2 separate regions of the Rattus norvegicus genome follow, and region 1 is linked to region 2. Evidence: chromatin contacts called from public Hi-C data. All regions are on one chromosome and are shown on one strand. The core of a region is the stretch at or near the end of the contact, and the rest is flanking DNA. Distances in the headings are between cores, read along the strand shown. Region 1 overlaps Tamm41 (TAM41 mitochondrial translocator assembly and maintenance homolog). Region 2 has its middle 11 kb from the start of Vgll4.

Evidence for each region. Hi-C and Micro-C count contacts between places; a contact is called where the count stands out from the background.
Region 1: a contact with region 2 is called in a Hi-C map of the Rat2 cell line, with 16 times the contacts expected there. The contact joins two enhancer-like sites. A contact is called at or near these places in 11 of 12 Hi-C or Micro-C datasets (the A7r5 cell line, the Rat2 cell line, Schwann cells and 7 more).

The regions. Positions count from the first base shown.
Region 1 is chr4:149,743,979-149,746,699 of GRCr8, forward strand. The region is part of intron 7 of Tamm41 (TAM41 mitochondrial translocator assembly and maintenance homolog); the gene reads right to left. Among named protein-coding and RNA genes, the nearest start is that of Tamm41, 31 kb to the right of the region's middle. Within about 2 kb of position 1,398, at least 15 of the 93 cell types and tissues checked have an H3K27ac peak or open chromatin away from gene starts, as enhancers often do.
Region 2 is chr4:149,669,906-149,672,605 of GRCr8, forward strand. It overlaps a transcript of Vgll4 not described here. Among named protein-coding and RNA genes, the nearest start is that of Vgll4, 11 kb to the left of the region's middle. Within about 2 kb of position 1,441, at least 5 of the 93 cell types and tissues checked have an H3K27ac peak or open chromatin away from gene starts, as enhancers often do.

The sequences.
Region 1 (2,721 bases), core at 148-2,647, 74 kb after region 2:
GAAGTGGCAGAGTGAAAGCTGGCCCTTATGGGCCTCAGGGCTTATGGGAAACACATACCAAGGGATAAGTGGGGTGTTAGTGTTCTCCAGCCCTGTCCATGGATGTTGTTAGGGATCTGACTTCCTTGTGTTGAAGGTGAGGTCCAGTTGGTGCTTTAGGGTATGGCCTGAGGAACTGAAGCCTTTTTCTCTTTGAGCTGTGCACCGTGATCTGTGCTCTGGATTGGAAGTGCGTGCTCCTGGCTGTGGCTTGGTGAACATGATGACAAGGTGGGAGGATTCATTCCAGGGAGGGATCTTTTAAGCTGCTCTGGTACTTGGAAGCTGCCTCACCTGCTTGGAATCTGTGGCTACTGCAGGCAGTGATGGGGAAAAAGGTAAGGCTCCCAAAATCATTAGCAGATGTGTCTGGATGTGTGCTCTCGCCTGACATCTCGTTGAGAAACTCCGAGTTTTCACTGCTTCCACCCCTCTTAATTTTCTCCCTGAACCAATGACTCTGGTCAGACTCACCCACCTGGGTACTAAGGCTGGAAGATCATTACATAAGGTGCTGTTTCAAATTCCAGCGGAACAGACTAGAAGACCAAGCAGAAGCCAAGCAGTCACACATGCAAGACTCAGCACGGCAAGCCCAGGCTGCTGAGTCACGGCTGACTCCTCTCCCCATAGCTGAGTGACAAGCTGCTCTGAGATGGTCAGGTAAATACTGATCGTGGCTGAGTGGCCTTGGGCCACTTCAGCTGCCTAGAGCATTAGAAGCCTCTCTTGACTGAGTGCACTCCCTCCTTCAGCGGTCAGAAAGACTGCAGCAGGGGACTGCACCGCAAAGAACACTGGGAAATGACTGTTTATGTGCACGTCCATGCAGAGGGGCCTGAGGTTAGATTTCCATGGGCTCTGACCATAGCCACACCATTCTGAACGCTCTCAATCCCTTCAGGTTTTCACAAGAGCTGAGGTTTGCACAAGGTTAAGAACAATAATTTCGCCAAAAGTTTCAGCCAACAATTTCATAAAATTGAAATGAGGCGTTCTTCAAAGGACAGCAAAGGCTGTGAAGCGCCAGGGACAAGTGGGTGGACCCGACTCAGAAGCGGAAAGCCCCATGAAGGCTCTGTGGAGAAGCCGGAGTGGCACCCCAGGGCAGGAGTTGTCTGTATTACCAACCACATCAAACAGGCCTCGGGTCTAGGAGCTGCTGGAGCTCTGAGTATGTTATGTGCTTAGCATAGAAGGGGGAAGACAGGAGAAAGGAGGGAAAAAAAACCCCATCTAGACCATATATTCAATTCAGAAAGAAAAAGTATCAAGAAGAAGGGGGTGAACTTCTCCAGCACACAGTCTAAGGTAGAGCCTGCCACTACTCTATTTCCACACCTATGAGAACAAAGTCTGTAAGCCTCCAAACACTTGCAGTGAGCCTCCACTTGACCTGTCCACAGGGAAAGGCTCAACTGAGGCAGAGCTACAACTTAACTTGAAAGGTTAGACATAGCTGGGTGTGGCAGTGGACACCTACAGTCTTAGAACCCAGAGACCAAAGCCAGTTCACAGCAGCCTCAGCTACAGAGACCCTGTGGAACAGAGGAAGGAAGGAGGGAGGGAGAGGGGGAGGATGTGTAAGCTTAGGTGACAAACACATCATCAGAAAGATGATGTAAGATGAAAGTAACGATTGGCTCCACTGTGTTTCAGGAAAGGGATGAGAAGCAGTGAGGCATGCTGGGATATTTCTTAGGGACAAGACTAAACGTGTCTTGTTAATTCAGCTGAATCCTTTGAAGCTGGGAGAGGGATCTGCCCCCAGAGTTAATTCTGATTGACCGTAAAGACAGGTGGGGAAAATTAGACTCATCAGCACCCCCCAGCCTCCAGCACCTCAGAGGGTGGCACCATGGCCTCTGGGAGCTGCACCTGCCTCCTGCCTTCTTCTGCTCATGTGGCGCGGACGCTCCATTTCCAGGCTCTCTTCCCTTGCCTGTGCTGCCCTGGCCTGGGCTTGGGCTGCAGGGCTAGCTGGCTGGCTAGCTGGCTACAGCCCTATCTGCTGCTCTCTCTGGCAACAGCTCTCCTCCTCTCTCTGCATCCTTCAATGGCCTCCCTCTGTTCTGAGACGCTCAGCATTCCTTGAACGTTGAGTGCAGCTTTGGGGCCATCTTTGTGCGTCTCTGGCCTATCTTCCAGGCTGGTCGCTGACTCTCATTTCCTACCTACTAACACTAGCTTGCTCAAACTTCCCCAGCAGGCTTGAGCCAGGCAGAGGCTGTGTGAAGGGCTGCTGCATAGACAAAGACAGCTGGCTCTGCTGGTCTTCTGTTAGCAGAGACTGGATATCCTCAGTGGCAAACGACTTTCTTCAGGGGCACCCTGCTGGCGCTAGTCCCTGATGATCTAGGAAACTTAATGAGAGTCCTGCTGCTCTGCTAGCAAACAAAGAGAGATGGAGACTGGATGCTAAAGAAGAAACTTCCAGAGAAACTAGAGTATGAGTGTATCTGACAAACTGCAAAGCTATGAGGACAGAGGGGTGGAGCTGCTCACAAACACACTGCACGGAACGTGCCTCCCAACGAAATCTGTAGGGCTGGTTACAGATGTCACAAGCCACCACCATATACAGAGGGGCCAGGAGCAAGGTCAGAAGACCCACATCTGTAGGGCTGGTTACAGATGTCACAAGCTACCACCATTTACAGAGGGGCCAGGAGCAAGGCCAGA
Region 2 (2,700 bases), core at 191-2,690:
GGTTACTGCTCTGAAAAGCTGCCAACTATCCAGAACTCACTTGGATCACCACTCCTCTGTCACATAAGTAGACTGTAGTAATGGAGGGTACACCTCCCCTCATGACATCTCATGAAAGATACCATTCCCTTCCTGGCCCAGCCTCCCCTCCTCTCTCTAGTCCTCTGAAAGTCCCTTGAAGACTGGAGTATAGGTTCCCTTCCATTGCCACCCTACCTGTACCCGTCTAAAACCTGAGTTCTGCAAGCTCCTCCTTCCCCTGAGCCTCTCATCCCCACTGGCTCCCACATGTAATCCTGACACAGAACACAGGCTCACATGGCAGCAGTGACTGCCACCTTCTGCCGGGTTACACTGGTTTCCTTACTACAGAAGCACAGTAACATTCTGCCTTCCACAAACTAAGAAAGACAGAGAGAAAAACAGAGACAGGCCAAGAGAGTAGTGTGGACCATAACAGACACAGAATGCTGGCTCTCACCTATGGCACTGCAGTCATAGTTTGCCGTTAACTGCAAGTTCTGTGTCCCTCTGGGGAGCACACCAAGGGAGACATGGCTACCTGTGATGAAGGACTGGTTGCACACCAATATGGATGAGGCCAGTCCCGGGGCATAGTGGCTACAACTTCACTAACCTAAGTTTCAGGGAAAATCCTATTACTTGTGAATGGTTCTGCCATCCACTCTGTCTGAAGTGGTTATTCAAGGCTTCCAGCTACAGTGTTCCTATATAGACACTCCCATTCTACCCACTGCCAGAAAAAAGGATGACCCCAATACTCTCAATTCACATTACACCCCCAAAAATGCTTCCTCCCACACTCTCTTCAGTAAAGCATGTGGTAAGTATGGGAGAAGAGAAAGTTCAGCCTGTGTGGGCAGGCATGGAGCATCCCCTCCCCAAAGCAGTAACCAAGCCACCAAATCTAGACACAGCTGCCCCCAAAGCCCTAGGTAACAGCTTCTAGCTTGGCTCTGGAAACACCAAAGAGGGGGCTACCCTCCCCCACCCTGTGTCCTCCCAGGAAAGGCTGATACATACAGCAACCATTTCCCTCCAATCACTGAACCAGGAGCTCCCTTCCACACCCTCGGCAGATCACGGCTGCGCGCCTGCTTTCAGTAGCATGACTAATTAAGACAAAAATAAAAACAAAAACCGGCTGCCAGTTTAATACGCCAGGAAAGCCGCAGAGAACAAGAACACAGGAATTCGGTCTGGGCCTTTCACTTTATTGGCCTGGCGTATGGCCAAGGACTCTTCATCAAAGAGAAAACTCGTGTCCTCAGTTTCCCCTTGTGAATGCACATTTAATGCTGAATGAGAAAGTGAGCCCGCAGTGAGCAAGACAGCCAATGTACACTCATGAAATGTGCAACAGCCTGCCATGTACATGAAAATATCTTAAAGAATTCCAAATCAAACACCTAGAGTCCTAGAGTGTCTTCTGTTAGACAGGAGGTCGCTCAGTCCCAGCAGCAAGATCACAGCACACGCACCTGACCCTGCCAGCAGGGCTCAGTCACAAACTCACCCTGGACAGGATCAAGGTGCACATGAAAAGCCCAGGGCACGGTCAATTTTCCTGTTTTCAGGTACAGTGTGCTGATTTTGGTGGCCCGAAGCATGGCAGGGAGGACATCACAGAACTAGGACCTGTGGACAGAGAGACACTGCCTCCATGCAGGCTGGGACTCTAGATCAGCAGAGGGATTTCTGCCCAGCACTGTAGAGAAAAAAAAAATACCCACCTCACTGGCCTAGAAGCTTTTAGGGTTTGGACAGAAAGAATTCAAAGCCCATGTTACAAGAACTTCAAACACACAGTAAAGGGCCAGGGAGGGAGAAGGCCCACTTTGTGCAGGGACTTGGGTGTGGATTTCATAAATAAAATGGCATCTGTCCAAGACCTTACCAGACTTGTAAAGCAGGGTTGAGGAGCAAGTTTTTGCAAATGGAGAGACTCATCAATGAAGCGAGCGTGCTAATTCACAGTCATCCCACAAGAAGCTGGGTGAGTGCTGACTGACTAGTTAGCAAGCATTACTGAGTGAGAACCCAGAGCTGGTGGGAGCCACACAGACAGCCTGGACTACATACAGAAACCTCATCTCAATAAAAAAGGCACAAGAGGGGGCTGGAGAGATGGCTCAGAGGTTAAGAGCACTGACTACTCTTCCACATGTCCTGAGTTCAATTCCCAGCAACCACACTGTGACTCACAATCTATAATAGGATTTGATTTCCTCTTCTGGTGTGCATGAAGACAGAATACATACATACATACACACACACACACACACACACACACACACATATATGATAAACAAATAAATCTTTTAATAAAATAAAAACCACAAGAAGTTACTGAAAACACAAAGATAGCCCCAGAGGCCCAATGCTGGAGGTGGGAAGGAACGGATCCTATGAGGATGTGAGCTCAGGGATGTTACCTCTTCCCTCCATCCTAGAAAAGGAAGATAACCTCTGGCTAGCCATTCTCCCTTGATGCCACCAGTGTTTCAGGGCATCTAACCCTGAGGTTTTATCTCCCAGGGAGCAAGCTGGGGTCTCGGACATGCTGTCTGCCCCCAAGTGCTGCCCACACAGTGCTAACCCCACAATGCCAGGCGCCCTGCTCTCTACTCCTGCCTGTTACTCTCAAGTCACTTCCCTCGGCCTCAATTCGCCTCCCCC